6 separate regions of the Sus scrofa genome follow, and regions 2, 3, 4, 5 and 6 are each linked to region 1. A link is a contact called in public Hi-C and HiChIP or PLAC-seq data. All regions are on one chromosome and are shown on one strand. Each heading gives the region's core, a stretch centred on a gene start, on an enhancer-like site or on the middle of the called end of the contact. The rest is flanking DNA. Distances are from core to core; before and after follow the strand shown.

What was found. A called contact is a pair of places that touch in the nucleus more often than the background predicts. HiChIP or PLAC-seq counts read pairs in DNA pulled down with a chosen protein or histone mark.
Region 2: an H3K27ac HiChIP or PLAC-seq map of skeletal muscle shows a contact between it and region 1, with 6 times the contacts expected there. The contact joins two enhancer-like sites. A contact is called at or near these places in 1 of 5 promoter capture datasets (fetal liver), 7 of 47 Hi-C or Micro-C datasets (fibroblasts, liver and skeletal muscle) and 2 of 2 datasets of contacts at active chromatin or transcription factors (alveolar macrophages and skeletal muscle).
Region 3: a Hi-C map of liver shows a contact between it and region 1, with 1.8 times the contacts expected there. The contact joins the promoter of KLF3 here to the enhancer-like site in region 1. A contact is called at or near these places in 3 of 5 promoter capture datasets (fetal liver, fetal skeletal muscle and liver), 9 of 47 Hi-C or Micro-C datasets (fetal liver, fibroblasts, liver and 1 more) and 2 of 2 datasets of contacts at active chromatin or transcription factors (alveolar macrophages and skeletal muscle).
Region 4: a Hi-C map of liver shows a contact between it and region 1, with 2.0 times the contacts expected there. The contact joins two enhancer-like sites. A contact is called at or near these places in 2 of 47 Hi-C or Micro-C datasets (liver and skeletal muscle) and 1 of 2 datasets of contacts at active chromatin or transcription factors (alveolar macrophages).
Region 5: a Hi-C map of liver shows a contact between it and region 1, with 5 times the contacts expected there. The contact joins two enhancer-like sites. A contact is called at or near these places in 1 of 5 promoter capture datasets (liver) and 2 of 47 Hi-C or Micro-C datasets (both in liver).
Region 6: a contact with region 1 is called in an H3K27ac HiChIP or PLAC-seq map of skeletal muscle. The contact joins two enhancer-like sites. A contact is called at or near these places in 2 of 2 datasets of contacts at active chromatin or transcription factors (alveolar macrophages and skeletal muscle).

What each region holds. Positions count from the first base shown.
Region 1 is chr8:29,810,452-29,814,327 of Sscrofa11.1, reverse strand. No RefSeq gene overlaps it. Among named protein-coding and RNA genes, the nearest start is that of KLF3, 210 kb to the left of the region's middle. Within about 2 kb of position 1,622, at least 23 of the 83 cell types and tissues checked have an H3K27ac peak or open chromatin away from gene starts, as enhancers often do. A contact at or near this core is called in fetal liver, liver and skeletal muscle, where this site is marked.
Region 2 is chr8:30,039,663-30,043,538 of Sscrofa11.1, reverse strand. It overlaps KLF3 (Kruppel like factor 3), which reads right to left. Exons shown (of 6, transcript NM_001134352.2): 2 at 2,801-2,896. The coding sequence starts at 2,857. Among named protein-coding and RNA genes, the nearest start is that of KLF3, 17 kb to the right of the region's middle. Within about 2 kb of position 2,153, at least 21 of the 83 cell types and tissues checked have an H3K27ac peak or open chromatin away from gene starts, as enhancers often do. A contact at or near this core is called in skeletal muscle, where this site is marked.
Region 3 is chr8:30,022,776-30,026,651 of Sscrofa11.1, reverse strand. It overlaps KLF3 (Kruppel like factor 3), which reads right to left and starts at 1,674. Exons shown (of 6, transcript NM_001134352.2): 1 at 1,381-1,674. LOC100510918 (a long non-coding RNA gene) reads left to right here and starts at 1,223. Exons shown (of 3, transcript NR_045041.1): 1 at 1,223-1,697.
Region 4 is chr8:29,983,473-29,987,348 of Sscrofa11.1, reverse strand. All of the region lies in intron 2 of LOC100510918 (a long non-coding RNA gene), which reads left to right. Among named protein-coding and RNA genes, the nearest start is that of KLF3, 40 kb to the left of the region's middle. Within about 2 kb of position 2,073, at least 15 of the 83 cell types and tissues checked have an H3K27ac peak or open chromatin away from gene starts, as enhancers often do. A contact at or near this core is called in liver, where this site is marked.
Region 5 is chr8:29,637,651-29,641,526 of Sscrofa11.1, reverse strand. No RefSeq gene overlaps it. Among named protein-coding and RNA genes, the nearest start is that of MIR9840, 91 kb to the right of the region's middle. Within about 2 kb of position 1,681, at least 41 of the 83 cell types and tissues checked have an H3K27ac peak or open chromatin away from gene starts, as enhancers often do. A contact at or near this core is called in liver, where this site is marked.
Region 6 is chr8:29,950,987-29,954,862 of Sscrofa11.1, reverse strand. The region is part of intron 2 of LOC100510918 (a long non-coding RNA gene); the gene reads left to right. Among named protein-coding and RNA genes, the nearest start is that of KLF3, 72 kb to the left of the region's middle. Within about 2 kb of position 1,797, at least 10 of the 83 cell types and tissues checked have an H3K27ac peak or open chromatin away from gene starts, as enhancers often do. A contact at or near this core is called in skeletal muscle, where this site is marked.

The sequences.
Region 1 (3,876 bases), core at 373-2,872:
GAATGGACTAGGTTGCCTGGGACTCTGCCTCTTACCTGTTATGTGATCTTGGACAAGTTACTTAAGCCATTTGTGTTTCTGCTTCCTCAGCTGCAAAATGGGAATAATAATAGTATACACAGGTTTGTTATGAAAGACCAGATGAGTCAGTATTTGTCAAGTGCCTACAATATACCTGTCCCATGGTAAGGGCTGCAGAAGTATTTGTTTTAAAAATAAATAAATATAAGACAGGCAGAAACAGCCATTGCTGTCTGGCCCCTCTTTGTCTGAGGTCACATCTTCCCTGACATACATCTGAAACAGCAAAAGATGCAAAGAAGGCCTGAAATTTCTTTTGCTCGCTGCCGACTGCCCCATGTGGTCTCAGTTGGTGTGTGTGGGGGTGCTCTGGGGGGGAAGCCGGGGCTGAGGGGGAAGAAGGAGAACCCACAGGAGGCTTAGAGCCATGAAACACCTACGGGGTGGGATAGCAAGCAGCTCATTTAAACCTTATGAGGCAGGAAAATGCTGCCCTCGTTTTACAGATGGGGAAACTGAGGCTCAGAGGGGTGAAGTAACTGGGCCACCGTCCCATGCCTGTGAGTGGTGGAGTTTGGATTCAGCCTCAGGCACCCTGCATATTCCATAAGTATGATATTTACACAGGGGAACTTTCCTGTACAGGATCCTAAAGGGTTAACATAAGCAACAATCCCCAGCTGAAAGATTCTTAAGGAGTGTTTACCTAAAAGGCCCTATAACAAACCATTCTGTAATATGCTCTATTTCTCTGTACTTAATTTGGTAAATTTAAATTTTCCCATATTGTATTTTCTTCCAATATATAGCATGTCTTACTGTTCAAAAAATAAATTCCAAGGCTGAAACTCAGCTAAAATTCTTTTGAGGAGAGTGGGGGGAGAAGCGATCAGTACTGGGGCGTTTTGCCCTTTCTCATTTGCTTGTTTTTTTTTTTTTTTTTTTTTTTTTTTTAAGTGTAGAATACAGTATCTAAATATAGGAACTGCCTTAAAATAGCTGAATCTCAGTAGCCTTCCCCAGCAATAAATGGCCATTTTGTTGCCAATTCCAGGCACGCGGTCTTAAAGCTCAAACCTGGCTTAGACCAGTTGAAATCATCAATAACTAAATACCTCACAGGTCCAAATTCCTCCAGAATAGCAGCAGAATTCCCTTCTGCTCTCTGCTGTGCTGATGCCACCTTTGCAAATGCCATTTCCAAAGAGATATAATCAGACATTGCCCAGTGGGTGTGTGTGTGTGTGTGTGTGTGACCATGATCAAGTTCAAGCAAAATGGAGATGTTCCAGGAGACTTCCCTATTCTTTCCCTTTAAGAAAAAAAAAATCCCTAAAGCTCCACCCAACCCCACCCTTAGCGGCTAAGGTTCTGACTAGCAGTGCTAGAGATAGAGCCAAGATGAAAAGAATTGGAAACAAAAAGAGCTTTTTTTTTTTTTTTTTTTTTTTTTTGGTGAAACTTTTGTTCTCACTCTTATTCCCTACTCCCCCCACCCCAAATTATAGAGTCAAATTGTAGATCTGGGATTGCCACCTGGGGACATCTCCCTAGCCCTGGGCCAGTCCCTTGCAGGCTGAGGTCAGTCTCAGCCCCCAACAGGGGCAGAGGGGAATTAACCCTTACAGAAGACGTGTGATAAGCTCCAACGGCCCCACCTTTCACTTCGAGTGCCAACCTTTCCTCCTTTTATGCTTTTGGCTTCAGAGTAGTTCTTAGTCTTCTGCCAGGAGGTTAGAGGGTGCAAACAGCCAAGAAGCAGCTGCAAGGAAGCTGTGAAGTGCCTATCTTGTAGGTAGGGCGACTGCTGCAGGCGGGAGAGACCAGAGAGAGATTAGGTGAAACATTAGCCAGGATCTTTTGGATTCAGTCCAGTGTCTTTCAATTATTTCTTTATGCGTGTTTGGTCCTGGGCTTATTTGGCATTGGACAGGCATCCATTAGAAGATTTCACAATGATTTGCCATGTTACAGTTCTAAACAGATGTGAACTCGTCACCAAAGGAAATTTATGTTTTACCATCTTTTCTCCCCACCTCTCCCTGGGGAGCTGCAGGGAAAAGCACTCCAAGCGAATGAATCAAAATGACTAGGTAATGCTCTAAAAATAATAAACGGTGTTGTAGTCTGGATCTCTTTCAAGTTTGAGCTCATTTTGTGAGCATGAAGATTCATATGTCACATCACATGTATATATTTTTTATTAGAGTGAAGTGGGCAATTGCATAGGAACAGATCAGTTATTAAGACACACAAATGCAATTATTCTCATCACACTGGACTGCATTTTAACCAAGTTAATTAAGCAACTTGGCCAAGGAGGGGGCAAAGGGTAGGTGCCTTAATGATTCCTTAACTTGCCTCCAGAAGCCAGTTATGCAAATCAGGACAGGCTATAGGCTTTGGGCTCTGAAATCATGGCTGGGCAGAAATTGAGGTGCAGAGTTAGAATTATAACAAAAGGGAAAAGATATGTTGTGTTTTCCTGGGCTTCCCTCACCTGCTAACAGAAGATCTATGTCATCAGACAAAGGCAGAAGGACTAGAAATTTTTGAAAACCGATTCCAAAATATTAGCAGATAATTAAGAAAAAACAAACAAGCTGGTAACATTATTATCATCATATTTTCAAAATACCTTCCTAGAGGTCAGCTCCAAAAGAGTGTTTTTTATATGAAAAGAAATCTATAGCTGAGTCCTGGGTTCTCCATCATCAGAGTGAGGTTAGAGAAACTTCAGAGTGGGGTTGGGAAGGGAAATCTGTATTAGAAAAAAGGAAAGCATGGATGGTCTGGTTGGGTTCTTTTCTTATTTTAACTGATGCAGTTTTTTATTTATTTATTTTTTTTTCTTATTTTGCTTTTTAGGGCCGCCCCTGTGGCATATGGAGATTCCCAGGCTGGGGGTCGAATCAGAGCTACAGCTGCCAGCCTACACCACAGCCACAGCAACACCAGATTCAAGCCACGTCTGTGACCTACACCACAGCTCACAGCAACGCCGGATCCTCCACTCACTGAATGAAGCCAGGGATCAAACCCACATCCTCCTGGATACTAATCTGATTTCCCTATGCCATGAAGGGAACTCCCAGTTCTTTAATTCTTAATGGGCTTCTTTCACTAATATATGTCCCAAATATCTGAGAGCAAAGTATCCTTTAAAGATCTGTATCTGAATCACCCAAAGCCCTCGATGGTAATTTACCCACGTCAGGCAGGGCTACTAGACCAGCGTGACTGTGAGAAGAACGAGGAGCAGGGAATGCCCAGCTTGTGCCCTTTGTCTCGAAATCCAAGCCTTGCTGTTATTAAGCTAAACCACAAAAATATTTCCAACCTAAGAAATCTCATCTGGCCTCAGAATGCTCGTTAGATAATTCCCACATCTTCATTCTCCAGAAAGGGTTGATTGCAGTGTTGCTAATCCCAACCCACTTTAGCCAGGCTCCATTCATCACGGCTGGCAGGAGAGACTGGAGGGTTATGGGTAATTGAATTCCAGCCAACCTTCCAACCTAATTTAAGTCAACCCTTTGACCTCTTTCCTGACCAAATCTGCTGCCAGAGCTGGTAACTAAATATTGTTTTTACATTAGAAGAAGCCTTTTTTGAATGCCTACTACGCGACGGCTTTGTGCGACGCATCCATTATCTCACCTCATTCATTCATTCTGTCATCGCTTCAGTGGGAACCCAGACACCAGGGTTTAACAGATAGTGAAGATGAGTGGAAAGGTCATCTCGGGGTCAGTCCGGTGGGGAAATGTGTGTTCTACGGACACCCTGACTTCCTGTCTTTGCAAGAAGATAAATCTTCAGCATGACGGAAAGCCTGAAGCCCCCTGTACACGG
Region 2 (3,876 bases), core at 904-3,403, 230 kb before region 1:
CCTGTCACTGGAGTGGGAGACGAGGGTCTGGCCCAGGTGCTCGACCAGCAGTGGCTGAAGGGAGGCCTCCGCGTGCTCTGGGAGCCAGGTTTTACTGCCGACAAGGCTCAGGATGATACCAGTTCTCTGTTCTCGAAAAAATGATTTTAAGTGCCATGCGGACAAAGGCACGAGGTCTGGATAAATTTTCCAATGCTGTCACTTTATAGGAAAGTGAGAATTACTAGCTTCTTACTTAGTGGGACATAGTTTTGGTGAGCTTGCCATCCCGAGATGGCTTCAGTGCATGGCTCGACTGCACGAAACATGGGTGAGTCCCTGTTTCACTGTTCATTAAAATGAAAAATATGTGACCGTCCGTGACAGGGCAATAGCAAGTCAAACGAATCGTCATACTGAGGGTGGGGTTCCGAGTGCAGGAAGGCGCCCAGCATTTATAAACAAACTCTCTGGAAACAGCAAATGCCATGCCCCTGCATGCAAACGAAAGCAGAAGGCTCTCTTTCTACCAGGCTCAGCAAAGTCAGGAAAAGTTTCTGTTAGAACAGGGCAGAGAAGCTACTGATTTTTAAGCACTTCTCAATCTGTAAGGAGCCTGTTAGATGCCAATTTTCATTAAAGGAAAAGAAAAAAAAAAAGAAAAAGCAGTTTCTTTAAGAGTAAGCTTCCTGGACAACTACAATAAGAAAGAATAAAGAAATGTCTTTATTTCTCACTTCCTGAATTACATCCTTTAATTTTCAGCTTTTCGGGTAGTGCATGGGCAAGAACGAGTCCTTTACTGTGCATTTTATGTACACCTGCCATTTCGTATTTTACAAATAATCATCTCCAATTTTACAAATAAGGAAAAATTAACTGGAGGCTCAGGGAGCTGTGGATGGTTTTGCCAACATGGCATTGATAGCAAGTAGCAGAAATCTAGGGCGCAGAGGGGAGGCTGTACTCTGCTCCCTAGTGCTGCACCTTCGTAACAGGATGGACCATCCAGAGTCTTACCACCTACCTCGGGGCACAAGGTTGGGTAGGCAGCACGAAGGCATCTAAGAGAGCAATGGCACTGCCTCGCTTTCTCTCAACTGTAACAAGATATCAAAGAGGCAGACTGCTTCTGCTCTTCTCACTTTTTAAGAAAAGGGGGGGAGAAGTCACTCAAATGTTTCTATTCAAATAGAGAATTAAACCAAATCTTCTTACGAATGCCTCCTGCTTAACATTTAGAACATTGGCTTGAGTAAACAAAGACCTCAACGTTCAGGTCAAAGGAGAAATGAAAAAGGAGAAAAGGAATAAAGGAACCATAAATCAGGTCTTACACACTCCACCTATGAAGGCGGGAAGGGTAAAATTTGAATGTTGTTATGTAAAATCATCACGGTGCCCCTATTCCCCAGATGTTTGAGTTACCTGAGGCTGCACCGAATTAAGAAAAGGGAACTTCGTTGTAAGGACTGAAACTATCTTTTGGTGAAACAACCTAATTAAATTCTATAAGCATCAGAAGTTGCAGACTAGAGCATGAAGGAGAAAAAGACGGTTAATCGCAAAAATACTTCTCCATATTTTAACTCCATGTATTCATATAAGTTACAGCATTACAAGCACAACTGTTACTTCGAATTCATTTTATTTCCTTTTTTTTTTTTTTTCCAGTGCATGCCCCTGCACTTCAATTGTATGGTGCCAACTTCATTTTAGATTTAAATTAGGCTCTGGTGCCACATTCTCATGCTTGATTAAAAGCACTGGAAGTAAACTGAACAGTAAAATCCATCACCAATGGTCCTGCATCATTTATGAAATAATCACATCCTCCAGTACCAAAAAATCTATTCATAGTTCATGGATATAATTAATGAAGACACTGTATACATTAATTTTCCTCCAATGTGATCATACAATAGTTGTGGGAAAGAGGTTGATGAACATGACAAAACAAAGAACACTAGAAATCAATTTAGTTTTTTGATTAATAAAGTTCTTATTGCTCTTAGTCAGATACATGGTTATCCAGTTAGCGTGTGGGGAATGTAAATGTTATTTCCTTCAAGCCACTCTGACTTAACTTTTCACTATACACAGTGGTAAACACTTCACCGTTTAGTAATCTCCATGGCAACTCCATTCCAAGGGCCTCAGAGTGACCCCCCGTGTCTTGTATAAACAGTTTTGGCAGGAGGCTCCACAGCCAACGCATAAGGATGATCTAATTTTTGCAAGCGTGTCATTACCAACCTTCAGATGCCCAGCTCCAGCCAAGTTTCTTTCTCCCCCTTGTGAGTGTTCTTCCAAGCCCGTGGAAGAAAAGAGCAAGACAGAGCTGGGAGTGTGTTCCTTATTTTGCGTTCACTAAACCAGACAGATCCTCTCAAGTTCAACCAGCTTTGAAGTCAGACACTTCCGCTGTCACCCATGTCCCACCTTCACAGCACTGGTGTTGCCCCTATCTTATAACACCTGCCCTAATTACCTGGTCCCCGGTGGCCCGAGAAGCATGTACAGGGACCTAGCTCACAAGAAGGGTAGCTTAGCACGAGGGTGTCGAAAAGACAATGACCCTAATTCCCTCTTCTCAGGGAAATGAAATTCCACCCTGGCCGCCAAGTTCATTCTTTGGCTAGCTTCTCCCCCAGTCACCTGGCAGTCACAGCTCCATGTGGCTGAAACGAGTTTAAGCAAATCACTTTATTCTTAACTGTATTTTTACACACAAAAGGTCCAAGGAGCTTCCCACCCTCCACCCCCAAGTTATGACCACTTAGAATAAATAAGAAGAGGGGTTCGATTTTGGAAAACTTACCACCGAGACAGGGTCCATGGCCTCTTGCTTGACAGGGACTGGGTCAAACATGAGCATTCTTTTAATTATGCTTTCTAGGGTGCTCGGGTGTTTGGCCTAGAAGACAAAACAAGGTGTCTGTCTAAGTCTTGAAGTTACTTTCAACATAAACTAGTAAAAATAAAATAGACCATTTCTCACTCCCCTTCTCCATTCCTTCTTCTTCCCTGCCCTCGGAGAGGCTGGAACTTGTTCCCCTTGCCTGTGAAAGATACCATTTTATATAATTTACACCAGATTCCATGGTCATAACCATGTGAAAGCCAACTGCCATTTCTAACTCAAATACGTAAACTCCGACGTTTCTGGAACAATAGGTACAGCCCCTGCTGAGCAGCTAAGCTTGCTGAAGAGTAGGTGCAGCTCAACGGGAAGAGGGAAATACCTTTTCTTTTCCTCTTATGCTCATTTCAGAAAAATCAGGAAAACAAAACAAAACAAAAACAGGCAGGCAGAAGACAACCTAGAACTAACTATTGTGAATATTTTTCTTCTTATTCCTCCAAACCCTCTTTTTAAATAGATTTTAGCATGCATGGTATATGGTTCCCATAAGTTCGCTTGATGATTTCCTGGGAAACCGTTTCTTTTTCAGTTACGTGTGGTTCCACACCATCAAATCCAGCGCCACTGTGTGAACCCATCAGATTTTTAAACATTCCTTTTATGGGGCACTCAGGTTTGCTTCCAAAGTTTCACCAGGACAGAGAGCAGTGAGCGTCTTGACACGTATATCCTCCCGTACATCCCTCATGACCTTTTAGGATCAATTGTGTCAAGGGGAATTCTTGAGTGAGAAGCACGCACATTTCCCCAAGCATTTGCTGTATCATCCAGCAGATACTCTATCATTTCCATCCATAAAATAGAACCCGCTTCCCAACGTTTCTACCAGCCATGTGTGTTATCATTAAAGAAAAAAACCCCTCAAGACATTGCCACTCTGTTCATATAAAAATGGCGAACTCTTTTTATTCCGCATTGATTGAATTATTAACGATGCATTGTTTTCTTCTTTATTTAGCATGGACGTTTCC
Region 3 (3,876 bases), core at 425-2,924, 210 kb before region 1:
TGGATCACTCATGGATTTCTCAACAAAAATACTCCACAAATGCATACATAAAGCACTCAGAAAAAGACAGCACAAAATTGTTCTGTAGAATAACCTGTAAGGAACAACTACCCTATGCCCCCAATTAATTTTGCTTAATAATTAGAGATACTAAATTAAAATGAAGTCATAATACCACTCCATACTTTTCTCCATATACCAGACTCTTGTGAGAATCAATATATTTAGTGTCTTGGGTGACATTAATGGAAAGATGTATTCTGAGTTTGTAAAATGTTTATTTTAGTGAAATACAAGAAGGTGAGCAATTACCAGTTTCCGTTTAACCTGACTTAGAAAAATAAAAGTCCCATGCGCATATTCTTTATCTAATATTTTTGTATACTGCTGTAAAATTTAAAGCAGAATCGAGTGTTCCCTTTTATCTGCCAAAGAAGTCGTTATGACAATTCCAGGTATTGTCTGCCATCTCCAAGAAAGCCCTTCCGAGAAAGGCTAGGTCCCAAAGGTTCGGGTCCAGAGGTCCGTCCCTCGGTCCCCACCGGATCGGGTCCCTAACGCTGCAGGCAGTTGCCTAAGGCGTTCTCCGCCTCCAGCCACGCTGCAATCCTCGCTCCAGACACTGCGGCAGGTTCTCTCCGTGCCCCGGAGGAGGTCTCTCCAAACCTGGCCAGCTCTTTCTCCTGCCCCCGGGGATCCAGACGCCCTGGCAGCTCCCGGGCTCCAGGACCGAGAATGCGATGCTGCCTCCACTCTCAATCGCCCCAAGTTTCTTCCCAGAGGGCCTGCTCCAAGTTTGCTCCCGCCGCTGGTGAGCGGCAGCGCGCCCCGTCGGCAGAGGGGGGCGGCGGGGGGCGCAGGCGGAGGGCGGGGAGGGGGAGGGCGCGCGGTGGGGGGGGGACCAGATGGGGGAGAAGGGGGAGGAGCAGGAGCGCGCGGCCTCTGTGCTACCTTTTTCCAAACAACGTTGCCACACGCGGAGAGCACTGAGATTTCTGGGGCTTAGGAGGGAATCGCGAGAGAGCGCGCGGGCGGCGGTCGGGGGACCACACAGGTGAGCCCCCGCCCGCGCCCTATCCGGGGCCGCGGCGGGCGCCACCGGCCTCGCTCCCCGCACCCGCCGATCCGCACGGTGGCTCTCCTCAATCCCACACTTTCCACTGCTTCACCGGGGGCCCCTCCGCCTCGCCTCCTCTACCCCACCCCCGGCTGCGAGGAGCTGTTGCACTTTCCCAAGCCCACGGGAGCCCCCACCTCCGCGCTGCACCCCCAGCCCATTCACCGCGCCCCCCTCCCCCCAAAAAAAGGAAACCAGACGAGCCGAAAACAGGGGCAGCGGGAGTCGGGGCGAGAAGGAAAGGTGAGGGAGAGGGGACTTACTTTTCGAGGCGCGGTGCTGAGCGCTGCAGGCGAGAAATAAAGGCCCAGACCTGGGCTCCCTGGAGCCCCGCGGATGCAGTGGTGTCAGCGCTCCAGTCCTGGCGGCGTTGGCTCTGGCGGCCGCAGGGGACCGGGACGGGGACTGGCGCGCGTGCGGCGGGCGCGGCACAGCTCGGCGGGCGCTCGCGCTGCGCTCCGGCTCGGGCCCCGGCTCCGCGCGGCTCCGCTCCTGGCTCCCCTCTGGCTCCTGGCACCAACTCCGGGCAGTCACATGACGCCGGCGCCGCTCGCTCTGCGAGCCTCCCGGGGCTGGCGGGGTAAGTAGAGGCTGGGACCCGGGGTGGGAGGGTCAGGGAGGGGAGAGGGAGCCGCTGCGGCCGCCCGGGCTGGGCGGGTCCCCACCCACTTGGGTGGAGGCAGCCGCCGGAGGGGTCGGCGGAGTCACTCGCGCAAACACGCACCCCGCCCTGCGCCCTTCCCCCGCCACCCCCTCCTCCTGCGCCGCCTCCGCCCCGCCCCGCCCAGTCACCCGGGGACGGCCTGACAGACACTCATTATTCCCCGGAGCCGGGCGCCGCCCCGCCGGCCCAACCTGTCCCGCGAGGCGCGGCGCGGCCGTGGGGCTGGGCGTACGCGGCGCGGCCCCCGCCCCAGAGCCCCCGCCCCCCGCCCCGGAGCCCCCGCCTGGGAGTCCCCGCCCGCACCCCCTCCCGTCGCCCTCCGCCCCGGAGCCCGCGGCCCCGCCCGGCCTGGACCCGCCGCCGCGCCGCCGCCCGAGCCCGGGGGGAAGGAAGGGCGGCACTGGCCGCTCCGGGCGTCACAGGGCTGCAGCCCGCTGCGCCGCTTCCAAAACACACAGGCGGGCTCGCGGGCGAGCCGAGGCGGGAGACCCGGGCCGGCCGGGGCCATCAATCAGCCAGCTCCGGCGGGAAGGGCGGCCCCGGGCGCGGCGGGAAGGGCTGGGCCCCGCGGCCAGCGCGGCCCCTCCTGGGCCCAGCGCACACAACTCTCTTAAAGAAAAAGCTGAAAAAGGCACCGCTGGGGAAGCGGCGGGTGGGCCGGGGCGGCGTCGGGAGAGAAAGAGCGGCGCGGAAAGGGAGGGCAGCTGGGGGACTGCAACCCTAAAATGGTCCCGCGTTTCCAAGGTCATTCGCCATCCTCTAGAGCGCTTTCTTTGTGCCTTGGGGCTCGGAGGCCCCCGTGTTGTCTTCCCCACGGGGGTGCGGCCCGGCTGGTGGTGCACCGCCTACCGGGACTTTTCTTTGAAGGCCGGGATAACGCCCCCCCCCCCCACCCCACCGCGAACAAACTTCCCACGGGCCGGGCCTGCAGCTGGAGCGAAAAGGCGGCCGGACGCAGCGGCATTTGCTCAGCCGGGCCTGTCGGAAAACTTGGCAAACTTGGGTCCGGATCCTCCTGCCCGGAGGGAGAACTCGGGGCGAGCTGAGGGCTTGGCGCGGCGGCCTTTCCTTTGGTGTCGCGTCCCCGGGACTGAGCACAAGCGTCCCCGGGGCGGGTGGCGCCGGGCTGGGCGGGGGGGGGGGGGGGCTTCACTGGAGCCTGGCGGCGGCGGAAACTCACTTTCTGTGCAAACCGGGCTCCTGGGAGGACTTTGTAGAGCTTGGTACCAGATTTAATGCTTTTTGAGTTTCTTTTTAAACAGTTTTAATGTAAGAATGCAATAAAAAGAACAAAGGACAAATTGGTTCAATTGTTTTCGTCCTGTGTAATGTTTAAAAACGCCCCTGCTGCAGTCTGTGGCTTGTTATTGCTTCAAGATGTTTTAAAGACTCTTCAAGTTCACCATTCTCACTTTGATGCTTCATCCAGGCATGGGGCCACTTAAAACGTAGAGATACAGTGTATTCGGATACACAGTATTATAAAATTAGTATGGGTAACCTCACTAACCTAAGTGAAATTGCTTATTGTAAAAAATGCATATACTTAAAAGCCCACGTGGAGAACACCCAGAACTGACACTGGTTCCTTCATATGCCATCATGCTGTCCCATAAGATTAATGTTTAAAATGTAAAAGAATGAGGGTTTCGTTTGTTTGTTTCAGCAGAAGATAAGCGTAAGGGGAAAAGTTGGATTTGTGTCCTTTACTAATTTGCTGTTCATTGATCACTGACGTCATTAAATGTCTGATTGCATGCCTTAGATTTGCATTAGCTAGAAAGAAATATTAGCGGAGTTTCTGTTGTGGCTCAGCGGGTTAAGGACCTAATGCTGTATTTGTGAGGATTTGGGTTCAATCCCTGGCTTTGCTCATTGGGTTAAGGATCTGGCAGACGCAGTTCTGATCCAATGGCACTGTGGCATAGGCAGGCAGCAGTAGCTCCAATTCGAGCCCTGGCCAGACTTGAATTACATATGTATGCTGTGGCCAAAAAATGAAAAAAGAAAAATTTAGTGATGACTGATGGACATGTTTTTGCATTTCAGTGCCTGGTTCATAGTAGGGCTTCAAAAAATACAGTCTTCGCTCCGG
Region 4 (3,876 bases), core at 824-3,323, 170 kb before region 1:
GTGAGAAGTTGAGATGAGGGGTGCTGAAAGGCAAGATCGTTTATTCACTTATTTCTAGCACTTGCTGCAGATGTAGATATTTTTGATGATATTTTGATCACATCTCCTCATGATCAGTGCGGCCTTTTGCCTGTCCAGCATGTCATCTTCCCGACGCAGAGTCATTCTTTGCATTCAAAGATGGTGGCACACTGAGCATGTATGGATCATCCTGCTAACTGTGATGGAAATATAGGTGTGTCTGAAAAGACCAACTCAGGATCAAACCCAAATAGGCTCCAAAACCCACATACAGAGATTGGTTTTATTTTGTAGCTCCTATCAGTGCATGTAGTGCCTGTCACTGTTACTGTTTCTGCCAACATCTGGATTCTTGGCAATTTCACCTTATTTTAGATCTTCTCCACCTGGGCTTCTCTAGTGTCAGGAGATTTGTGGCTTCCTGGAAATTCTTTGCAGAATGGCATGTATATAAGCGTAGGTGCATTTGGGGGGCACGGGGGAAGGGGACCCTGGCCAGAGCAAAGGGATCAGACTCGAAAAAGCCAAAAGCTGGTGTCTTGGACTAGGAAAGAGTTAAAATGACTTCACAAGATGAAAAAATGGTCTAACGCAAATACAGAGAGGTCCCCGAATACCTGGGTGCCTCCACAGCTTTTCTATGTCCCCACCTTCTCCTTTCCTCCAACAAACAATGCAGTGGGCGAGTCCCTTTGGCAAGGTTTTCACAGTTTCCAAGCAGCTCTTTCGGCCATGATTGTGAGTCAGGTTGAATGATCTGGAGGATTTCTGGTGAGTGGATGTGGAGACTCTGCGCTTTCTTCATTGTCCCTAGAAAAAGCGCGAACAATTAAAAACTTTAACAAACCAATTCTTTAGGAAGCCGAAAGAGGCAGAGAATAAAGTTTCCAGGGAAAGAAATGAAAACTGATTCTGACAAGAGCAACCTAAAAGTTGACAGTAAAAGTGGCAGGGGAAGACTTTTCAAGGAAAAGAAGGGAGAGGGTGTGTTATCCAGATTTCATTTGCAAAGAGAATCAGCCCTTTGTGCCCAACTTTGCCTCCAGGCCAGCAGGGGCCACAGGCCCCGCCCTTCGGAGGGGTGGGGATCCTTTCAGTCTTCCTCCTTTTTCTCTTCCCCCTCCTCCTTCTCTTTCTTTCACTCTCTCTTTCTGTATTGCTGTCTGTCTGTCTGTCTGTCTGTCTCTGTCTCATCTTTTAAAGGTGAAACGTTTATGGTATCACCGGTGTTCGGATTTGGAACATTTTAAGGAGATGCTCACCGCCACGAATCTAGATGAAGAAAGGAAGTGAATTTTAGTTGAACCTGTTTTGAAAATACAGCACTTCTCTTTTAAGAAACCAAGAGGAAATAAATAACTAGATAGAATTTGTTGAACCTCTGGGAGTCCAGAGCTGCTCTTCAGCTCTCCGAGAGAGCCAACAGTCCAAAGTTCGTCATTCACCAGAGTATTACATAGATGCAATGATTCGATTAGATGCCGGACATAGAAGTTGCTCTTAGAAGTTTAACTTTCTCGTCCGGGAAACAGACCACACATATGTGGAACAACTAAGGAGAATAAAGTGCAGTCAGACTTCTAAGAAGGGAATGCTTAAGTGGGCTGGAAGAATGCATCGGATCAGCCACAGACAAATACTGAACGTCAGGAGGGATATGGGTAAATAAAAGTAGTGGTTTCAAATGATGGAGTACCATCAGCAGCCAGGAGTATTGAAATAAATCTATATGAAGCCACATGGATAAGTCTCAAAATACTGTGGAATGAATAAAGCAATTTTTAGGATGTGTATAATCTTATACCACATAAGTAAGAAAAACACGGAAAATAACATCATTTATTCTGAGTGTGTGTGTCTCTTTAAGGATCTGGAAGGAAGCACCTTGAATCATCATCATCATGGCTCCTTTTTGAGGCATCAGGATAAAGATGCCAGTCAAAGGTCTCTGTAGTTTCATCTGTTTTGTGCTGGCTTTGCGTTTGGCAATGCACTCTGGTGACTGGGAGTCTAGAGGCCCAGCTTTCTCCTGCAGAAAGCAGCTGAGGGTTTTGTAAATGCCTTGCCTTCTCCTAATACACCACGTGACTTCCTGGTAGCCAGGGCCTCTCAGAGGTCCCAGAGCTGGGTCTCTTCCATTTTTTTGAGGCTTCCAGCGTAGTAATAAATGAAGAAATGCCAAGAGAATGTTACAACCAGCAGAGCACATTTCAGTGTTTTATATTTGGCCATTAAAGTTGTGGGTGAGTCCTTTCTTTTCCATCCTGTTGGGGGTATCTCTGAGATACCGTCAATAGTCTATTTTATGTCCCGAGCCAATCGATAGTCTTCCTGCTGCACTCCTCCAAGAGGTCCCCCAGGGAACCCGGAGAAGGCTCTGCGTGGAGCAGGCTGGTGGCCCCATAGTGGGAGGGCCTGTGAGGGCAAGCCCCAGTGCCTTCCATCCTTCCCCAGGGTCCAGTTTTCCCCAGGCCTGGCATTTGCATCTATAGCTTCTTGCCTGCAAAATGGGTTGTTTCAATTCCATGCACATGTCCTAGAACATCAAATGGAGAAAATGTTATCTTTCCAAGCATCCTCCTCTTCCTCCATCCAGGGCATTTAAGGTCAAATGCACTCTGTACCAGCCCTCCCACCCAATGCTGCAGCCTCCCATGTCCAGAGAGAATTGGCTCCAACTGTATCACTACAGCTTCAGAGATGTAACATGGCCAATGATTTAATTTTTTATTTTTAGTTTTTTGGACTTTTTAGGGCTGTACCCATGGCATATGGAAGTTCCCAGGCTAGGAGTCGAATCAGACCTGCATCTGCCAGCCTACAGCACAACCACAGCAACGCCAGATATGAGCTGCATCTGCAACCTACACCACAGCTCAAGGCGACACGGGATCCTTAACTCACTGAACGAGGCCAGAGATGGAACCTGCATCCTCATGGACTCTAGTCGGGTTCTTAACCTGCTGAGCCACAATAGGAACTCTCGTGTTATTTTTTTCACTAGGAAATGTTTATCCTAAGAAGTTGCAAAGGGGCATAACTGATTAAAATGTGCATCTACTTCACTTTATAAAAGGGCCAGGGATTTCATCTTAAAGTCTTTTGCGCTTGGTGAAATTCTCATACATATCTAGAAAAGTTGATAGCCTCAGCCAGTTATGAGCACACTTTGGAAGCATTTTGAGCTGATCTCCCTCCTTTTAATACGATATCAAGAGTTTAATCTAAAGCGTTCTCATTGTGGCAGCACTGCTAATCATTTGAAAGAATACATTCATCTAAACAAATACTACACTCTAAAGAGGACCAAATGCTAATGCACATTTTATTGGATGAAAAGACAAACAATATAATTATAGTTGAATTTCAGGGAAGCAAAGGTAGTAAAACAAAGTTTACATCAGAGCCCAGGGCCGGGTTCATGGTAGCCGTACATTTTTCGAAGTTTGGAAAGTTCCACCAGACTCACAAAAGGGAAAATGTCTATCAGTTTTTCTTTTGTTCTTTTCAGATTCTGTTCAAGGGCACACAGAGCCAGCAGGTTCACCCGAAAGCTATTGAGCATTAGCTGGAACACATTATGCGGGGTGAATTTCTTCTGGAATGTTGCCAGGGGTTTTTTATGCTTCTGTGGTAGGCATTTCTTGAACATTGTCATTTAGCCAAGCAAAGAACATTTGCTTAAAGGATAGAAAATGTTTAAAAATTCTTGTTTGTTTAAAAGCAGGTTAAATAGCAATATGATCTTAGGGCAGGGCAGCGAAAAGCACTTATTTCTCTAAGTGATCTGATTAGGTTATTTAACTTTGGGGATTTAAACAGATTCATAGTTTCTTCTAAAATAATTATATATTA
Region 5 (3,876 bases), core at 432-2,931, 170 kb after region 1:
ATTGCTGTGGCTGTGGCGTGGCTGGCAACTGCAGCTCCAATCTGACCCCTAGCCTGGGAACCTCATATGCCTCGGATGTGCCCCCCCCCAATTTTTTTTAATTGAAAAATATGCTGCATATTCTTAAATGTTCACCTCACAAGCAAAGGTTCTAGCATCAGCCACAAAGGAATGTTCAGCCATCAAGGTGAGCTGGAGGGCCCTGCAGGGGGAGGGGAGATGAACAGCGGCTATTGCAGGAGCTGGGTGATGCGTCCACAGGGAAATCAGGCCTCTCAGGCAAAATCAGAAGCATGCATTCCAGATTGCTGGTGCTACTGGGCTCCCTCCCAGTCCTGTTCCCTGGCAGGCTGGAGGATTCTGCAGGCAAGCCCCAGAGTCCTCTTCAAAATTTCCCATCCCCAGGAGTTCCCTTCTTGGCTCAGCAGTAACAAACTCCACTAGAATCCATGAGGACGTGGGTTTGATCGCTGGTCTCGCTCAGCGAGTTAAGGATCGGGCATTGCCGTGAGCTGTGGTGTAGGCTGCAGACATGGCTTGGATCTGGAGTGGCTGTGGATGTGGCGTAGGCCAGTGGCTGCAGCTCCGATTAGACCCCTAGGCTGGGAAGCTCCATATGCCGCAGGTTCAGCCTAAAAAGCAAAAAACAAACAAAAACACCAGTCTCTCCTCCTCTGAGCAGCTCAACCAAGGAAATGAGCCTCCTTCACACACCAGCAGGACTAGGAATGCACGGAGGGAGGGGCCAGGCAGGATCACTCTCTGTGCTAAGAGAATTCTAAACTGAGTCTTGTCAGGAAATGCAACCTGGTGTTAAGCCGTGTAATTCTACCCAAGGAGCCTCACTTCCTATTTCTTTTTAATTGTTTCCTCTCTCTGTCCATGGGAGCAATTTAAGTCCCTCTGATGCCCCCACTAACAGTCTATTGGATGACAATAGACCAGAAAAGGGAAGATATTCCAGAAATAGGAAACCACCATGAAAAACGCCTGCTGAGAATTTCATTAAGCCTCGGGTAGCTGGACCACTCCCGGTCATTGAATCATTTGGAATGTAAGGGGATCTGAAATAGCAGTGGGATATATTTCTGGTGGTCTTCCAGCTGCGCCGGACAGGGGGTGTGGTTGGTCATCCATCCAGCAAGCATGTCTTGAGTGCCTGCACCACACTAGGCATTGACCATTGACCATAGCTAAGAGCTCATGGGTGGTGGACCAGGACAGGCCAAAGCCAGAGCTAGCGCTTGCTCAGGATATATTATCTCATGTAATCCTCCCAAACATCTATAAGCATCTTTCTGTTATGACTCCCCATTTATGATCAAGATAATGAAGGCACAGAAAGGTTAAGTAGTTTTCCCGAGATCACAGAGCTGAATCATGGACCACCCAGGATGGAGCCCAGTTCACTCCATGTCTCCTGAGAAAGATACCCAAGGAAGACGGTATGACCCACCCTGAACAGCTTTTCCAGGCTTTGCCCTCAGAAAGTCCCTTAGAGCGAATTCAAATGTCTCCTGCTCCCCTTCCAGTCTATTTCCTCCTGCTCAGCTCCAAGGGGGAGCTGGAAAAGAATGGGGCGGGGCAGCTTCTGAGAAGCTGAGGGACGGAGTGGGGCGGTCCTGAGCTGGCACTGGAGGGAGAGCGGGTTCCTTCTACGGGAACTGCAGCTCCCCTCCCCCCAGCGCCCTGGGAGCCCTGTTTACTTCCTGGTTGAGGCCTCAACTCCTTCCCAGCCTCCACCCTCGGAGCGCCAAGGGTCATTTGCCTGAATTCTGCCTCTGATGCAACACATCTGGCATTTTGTCAAGCTGACACCACTCCCAGAAGAGGACAGACAGGGCTTTTGTGGCCCTTTGGAGAAGAGGCCCTTAGGTAAACAATGGATTCCATGCCTTGAACCCCCACCAACCTGGGGCCTAGGTTCTACTCATCAGAGGTTAAACCATGACCTGAAGCAGCTCTCTAGCTCAACTGAGCGTGCTGGCAACACAAAATGCTGTGTCCTGTAGCACTACCCGTGGGTACCTCGGTCTGGGAAGGGGCTCATGGACATGTGTTTCTAAGAAGTTTCCAGGTGATGCTGATGTTGCTGGTCCAGGGACCCATGCTCTGCCTCCCGGGATTGCTTTGTAGAATTCTTGGCACTACATTCGCCCCAGCAACAGCATTCCTATAAATCACAGCTCCAAACCCAATTCCGGCACAGCATGATGTTTAAAATCCCAGGAGCATGAATATGTGTGTGAGCTAAGAGGCAGAGGGAGCGAGGACATGAGGACAAGGAGCCCTGGCTGAACGGCAATTGGAGAATAAACCTCTTCAGGCTTAGGGGATGGAATTCAGAGAGAGCTGAATGGGCTTTCAGAGAAAGCCCTGTTTACAATCAGGCTTTCCACCTCATTGCTAAGAGGACCAAAGTTGGTCTGGGCAAAGCCAGCCCAGCCCTGCCCAGCCCTGCCCAGCCCTGCCCAGCTCAGCCCAGACCTGCCCGGGCAGGAGCGAGTCCATTTACCTCCCAGCCCCAGCTCAGCGGGTGCATTTGCATTCTCTTCCCCAGAAAGAAGGGGCATTTGTCTGCCTGGCCCTACCAGCTGTTAACAGCCTTCATCCAAGTCCTGGTGGGACCCTAGGATTTCAATATAAATCGCTGAAAAGGAAGGGATCCTGCCCCCTCGCTGGAGATCACCTACCCTGCTGGAAGGCCTGAGGTCAGGAGCTAGAGAATAGAGCAGATGCCTGACACACATGGTCCACTGAGGGATTTGACCTTCTCTTGTCTTATGTGAGGGGACATCACCCATGCAGCTCCCTCTGGATGGAAATCCCTTTCTCCTTGGCCTCTCTGTAAACTCCTAGTCTTCCTTCGAAACTCACATCAGGCCTTTTGTCTTTGGGAAGTGGTTCCTCAGCACCAGGCCTCCGTCGTCCCTGCCCCCTGCACCTTCGCTGCGCTGCGTTGCAGGCTTCCATGCTGTGCACGAGAGGAAGTATGAGCCTCTAAGTGTTCCGAGCATCCTTCGCTCTCCTTACCAGCTAAGCAGGCTCTTCCTACTTGGTTTCTGCCCCTCTCTCTCTCTCTTTCTCTGCATAGGGTTCCCCCTTCCCAGGATTTTCCTCTTCTCTTCTGTGATGTAGGACCAGGGCTGGGAGAAGAATATGGCAGAAACCGAGGAAAGAGGTGTTTGGAAGAGAGGAGAGCCTGGTGGTCTAGGGCCAGAAAGATATTTCCTCTAGGATACAAAAGGGAACACTGGATAGATCTGGGTAGTTTTCTGGTGGTTGGTTTGTTTCTCTGTTTTTAAGAAAAAGTGCCAAGATAGGCTCAGGGTATGAAGAACTAGGTACAAAAGGAAAGAGGTGATATTGAAGGTGGCTCTGGAGAATTCTCTTTTTTTTTTCTTTTCTTTTCTTTTGTGGCTGTTTTTTTTTTTGTTTGTTTGTTGTTTTTTGTCCTTGCCGGCAGCATGAGGAAGTTCCCGGTCCAGGGATCAAAACCTGTGCCCCAGCAACGACAAGGCTGGATCCTTAACTGCTAGGCCACCAGGGAACACCCAGGGGATCTATGTATAGACTCTGAAAGTATGAGGACTTCAATTACTCTGAAGTCGGCTCTGGCGGCTGGGCCTCTCTCTTGCTGGCCGCTGCTCTGAAGCTGGACTCCGTGGGTTGTGCTTCCACGAGGACATCCTTGGGCGTCTCCCATCTTTCGTTTCGCTGTTGCCAGTGTCTAGCATAGAACCCAGTGCCCAAGAGATGCTCAGAAAGGTTAGCTTTCTCCTGCCTTCTTCCCTTCCATCAACCCTGCGCAGCGCACCAGGCTGAAAGAATGGCAGATTGGAGCAGGGGCTGACAGGACAGCTCGGGGGAGAGAGG
Region 6 (3,876 bases), core at 548-3,047, 140 kb before region 1:
GCGAGTGTCTTTCATTCAGCCTCTTCCTCTCCTTTTCCTTTGGGGTGAGCCTGCCTGCTGAGAATATGTGTTCTGCTCTGATTCTCCTCTTGTAGGTTTTCGAGGAGTCATGCCCTCCGTCAGAAAACCTGTGCAGCCATGCAATTCTTGTGACTGCATGGATATATCTAATTCTGGGTTTAGGGCTAGAAAGCCACTTACCTGAAGCCATAAAGCCTTATTCTTCCATGTCAACTTCATCAAGAAAGGTGATGGTTTGGTCTCCATTCTACCCTATTCTTCAGTTTCACCTAGGTTAGAATTCAGGAATAGAAGGTGTCCTTTTCCCAGCTACCTTGAAAATTCAACCGATATTACTTTAGGCTCCGATCAAATGTCAGCAACTTTCTGAATTCTTCCCTCATTCTCCCAGGAAGAATTAGTCATCTTTTCTGGACCTTCACCCTCCTTCGCAATTCTCTTCTGTTAGTACTTCTTCCCTTGGGATTATAGTTGTGCATAGGCTGGCTGTCTCCCCTTCTGCATCCCCTGTGGTCTGTGAATAAATGATTGGGGCAAGCAGGAGCTACGTACTGCAGCACAGGACACATCGTTAGCCACCATGCATCCATTATTCTGTCATGCTTTTGATTTCATTGTCATCTTTGTTTTCTTAGTTGCTGTGGGTCATGAATAAGAAAGGAAATCTCATTTTTTTTTTTTGCCGGCAGTAGGATCTAAAGTGTCTTATACTTTTTTGCAAACCAATATATGGACTTTATGTACTAAAAACAGTGGTCTTTATACTGCTTTATATATATATCTTATAATTGAGGTGGGTTTTTTTTTGCCTTTGAAATACAAAGAGGCATACAAAAGAACATAAAACTCACGCATCCCCCCACCATCCAGAGTCCCTGTCAACTCATCTTTCCAGTTTATTCTCTGTTAACTCTGCAGATAAGTATGTAATTAACTCACTAATAATACTATACAACTTATATGTACTGATTTTTGTCTAACGTTCTATCAGTGAGCATTTTTCTTTCTCATGATATATTCTCCAACTCATGATCCTTTGGAAGGCTGTATAATAGTCCCTCTTAAAAATATTATTTATTCAACTATTTTCTTCTTGTGGGGTATTTAAATGGTTTATGATCTTTATGTATTAAAATAACGTTCAAAATGTATTCGTAATGTAATAATCGGTATCACATTTTTGTCTGACATTATTTGTAGCCAAGCTGAGTAGTTGACACAGTCCAACTCAAGATGGCAAACAATACACTAGGACATTGTTCTGGAGAAAAGTCAGTTGATCTGATTGCCAGCCCGGACCACACCCTCTACTGATGCAAGCTGCTGCAGACAGTGCTCTATGCATGGGCTGACACAATGTAAACTGGAGCCTTGCTTCCCTGGCTATAGTGGACTGAACTGAGAATTGATGCCTAACCCAAAGGCAGTTGTAGGGTCGGATGTCCAGTAGCCAATGAGGCCAGCTGATGCAAGAACTCCATCGGCAGGGTCACTGTATCCTAGATGATGACTGGCCATTCAAACAGAGCCTCTTTCACACAATTTGAATTTGAGACCTTTTGAGAGGGACCAAGCCAAAAGGTTGGACAGAAATGGGTGGACACCGTGAGAGAAGTCCAAAAGCCCCCGTCTCCATGGCAGCGGGAGCCACAACAAGGCAGGAACGATGGAATAGAGAAAAGAAATGTGGCGAGGATTTGGCAGCAAGAGCAGAGAACGCAAAGGCAGAGAGTAGCTGAGTCACCATATTGGCAGAGCAATAGAGAGGGAGCAACAGATGCCCACTGCTGAAGCAATGTCAAGAAAAACAGGTGGCTGGAGGTATACTGTGTCCTGAGTGACATTCCCAGCTCCGCCAGGCAGCTGCTGAAACTGCTTCCTGCTCTTCCCCACTTCCTCGTGTATCCTGGCAATGCACCACACTAAGCCGAGTCACCAGAGCACCTCCCTTTTCCTGGGACCCTGAAAGAGCCTCATCAGTTCCATGTCGTATTCATATCTCTATTATGGCACATAGCAGGTGGCATTATGATTTGTTTTTATGATTCTCCCTGACTAAACTTCTGAGGTCAAGGACCGTGTTCTCTGCCTTTTTGAAACCACCTCAGCAGCTGGAACATACGTTTTCATTGTATGCATATGAATTGTTTCCTGATTGATTGACTGGTGAGAGGTATGAGTGTGCATGTGGTTTAAACAGCCTTCAAAACACAGGAGCTCAACTAGGGAACATATATATATATATATATATATATTTTTTTTTTTTTTTGTCTTTTTGCTATTTCTTTGGGCCGCTCCCGCGGCATATGGAGGTTCCCAGGCTAGGGGTCGAATCGGAGCTGTGGCCACCGGCCTACGCCAGAGCCACAGCAACGCGGGATCCGAGCTGCGTCTGCAACCTACACCACAGCTCACGGCAACGCCGGATCGTTAACCCACTGAGCAAGGGCAGGGACCGAACCTGCAACCTCATGGTTCCTAGTCGGATTCGTTAACCACTGCACCACGACAGGAACTCCTAGGAACATATTTCTAAAGGAGATACATTTCTGCTTTTTATTTTGTCAGCTATTAATAAGGGCATCAAAAATTTTTTTTTTTGAAAGATGGAGTTCACGTCCATTTCCTTTTTTAATGGCAGAAGTAATGAACTAAAAAAAAAAAAAAAAAAAAAAATCCCAAATCGACAGTTTATCTTAGACAACAATCTTCATGATCAGTTACAGGAAATGAATGACCACAATACTGAGGAAATTTTGGGGTATCAACCCTTTTCTTTAAAAAAAAAAATTATTATTGTTGAATTACAGTGTTTTCAATTTCTGCTGTACAGTAAAGTGACCCAGTTATACATTTATAGACATTCTTTTTCTGATATTATCCTCCATTATGTTCCAGCATAAGTGACTAGGTATAGTTGCCTGCGCTATACAGCAGGATCTCATTGCTTATCCACTCCAAATGCAATAGTTTGCATCTACCAACCCTAAACGCCCAGTCCATCCCCCTTCCTCGCCCTCCCCCTGGAAACCACAAGTCTGTTCTCCAAGTCCATGAGTTTCTTTTCTGTAGACAGGTTTATCTGTGCTGTATATTAGATCCAGATATAAATACCACATAGTATTTGTCTTTCTCTTTCTGACTTACTTCAGGGTATCAAAACTTTTAATCCCATGGAGTTCCCATTGTGGCACATTGGAAATAAATCCGACTAGGAACCAAAAGGTTGTGGGTTCGATCCCTGGCCTCGCTCAGTGGGTTAAGGATCCTGTGTTGCCATGAGCTATGGTGTAGACGTAGGTTGCAGACGTAGCTCTGATCTGACATTGATGTGGCTGTGGTGTAGGCCGGTAGCTGCAGCTCTGATTAGACCCCTAGCCTGGGAACCTCCATATGCCGTGGGTGTGGCCCTAAAAAGACAAAAACCCAAAACTTTAATCCCATGAATTTTAATTATAATAATGGCTGGGCAAACATTCTGTTTTAATTTTGTGTTTCAATAAAACGCATTTTGAAAAATATGTTTTTATTCACCGAGCATGTATTGAGGCTGCCTCCTATCAGATATGGCCCTCAGCTCTCATTGTATGGTAGACTAAACTCTGTGGGGAGAAAGCACACAATAAGACAAAGGCCCAGCACTCTGAGGCTTTCAGTCTAGGAAAGGAAGCAAGCCCTCTATACCAAGATGAATAAAACAATGTGGAATGGCTACAGTGCTGCTACAAAGTGTGGAGGAACGACAATGCTGAAAGGGGATTTTAGGAAAGGCTCTGACAGGGGAGTAGAGAAGCCCTAGCTCTTAGGCGATAGCAGCTTTTATTGTGTGTTTTTGTTGTTGTTGTTTGTCTTTTT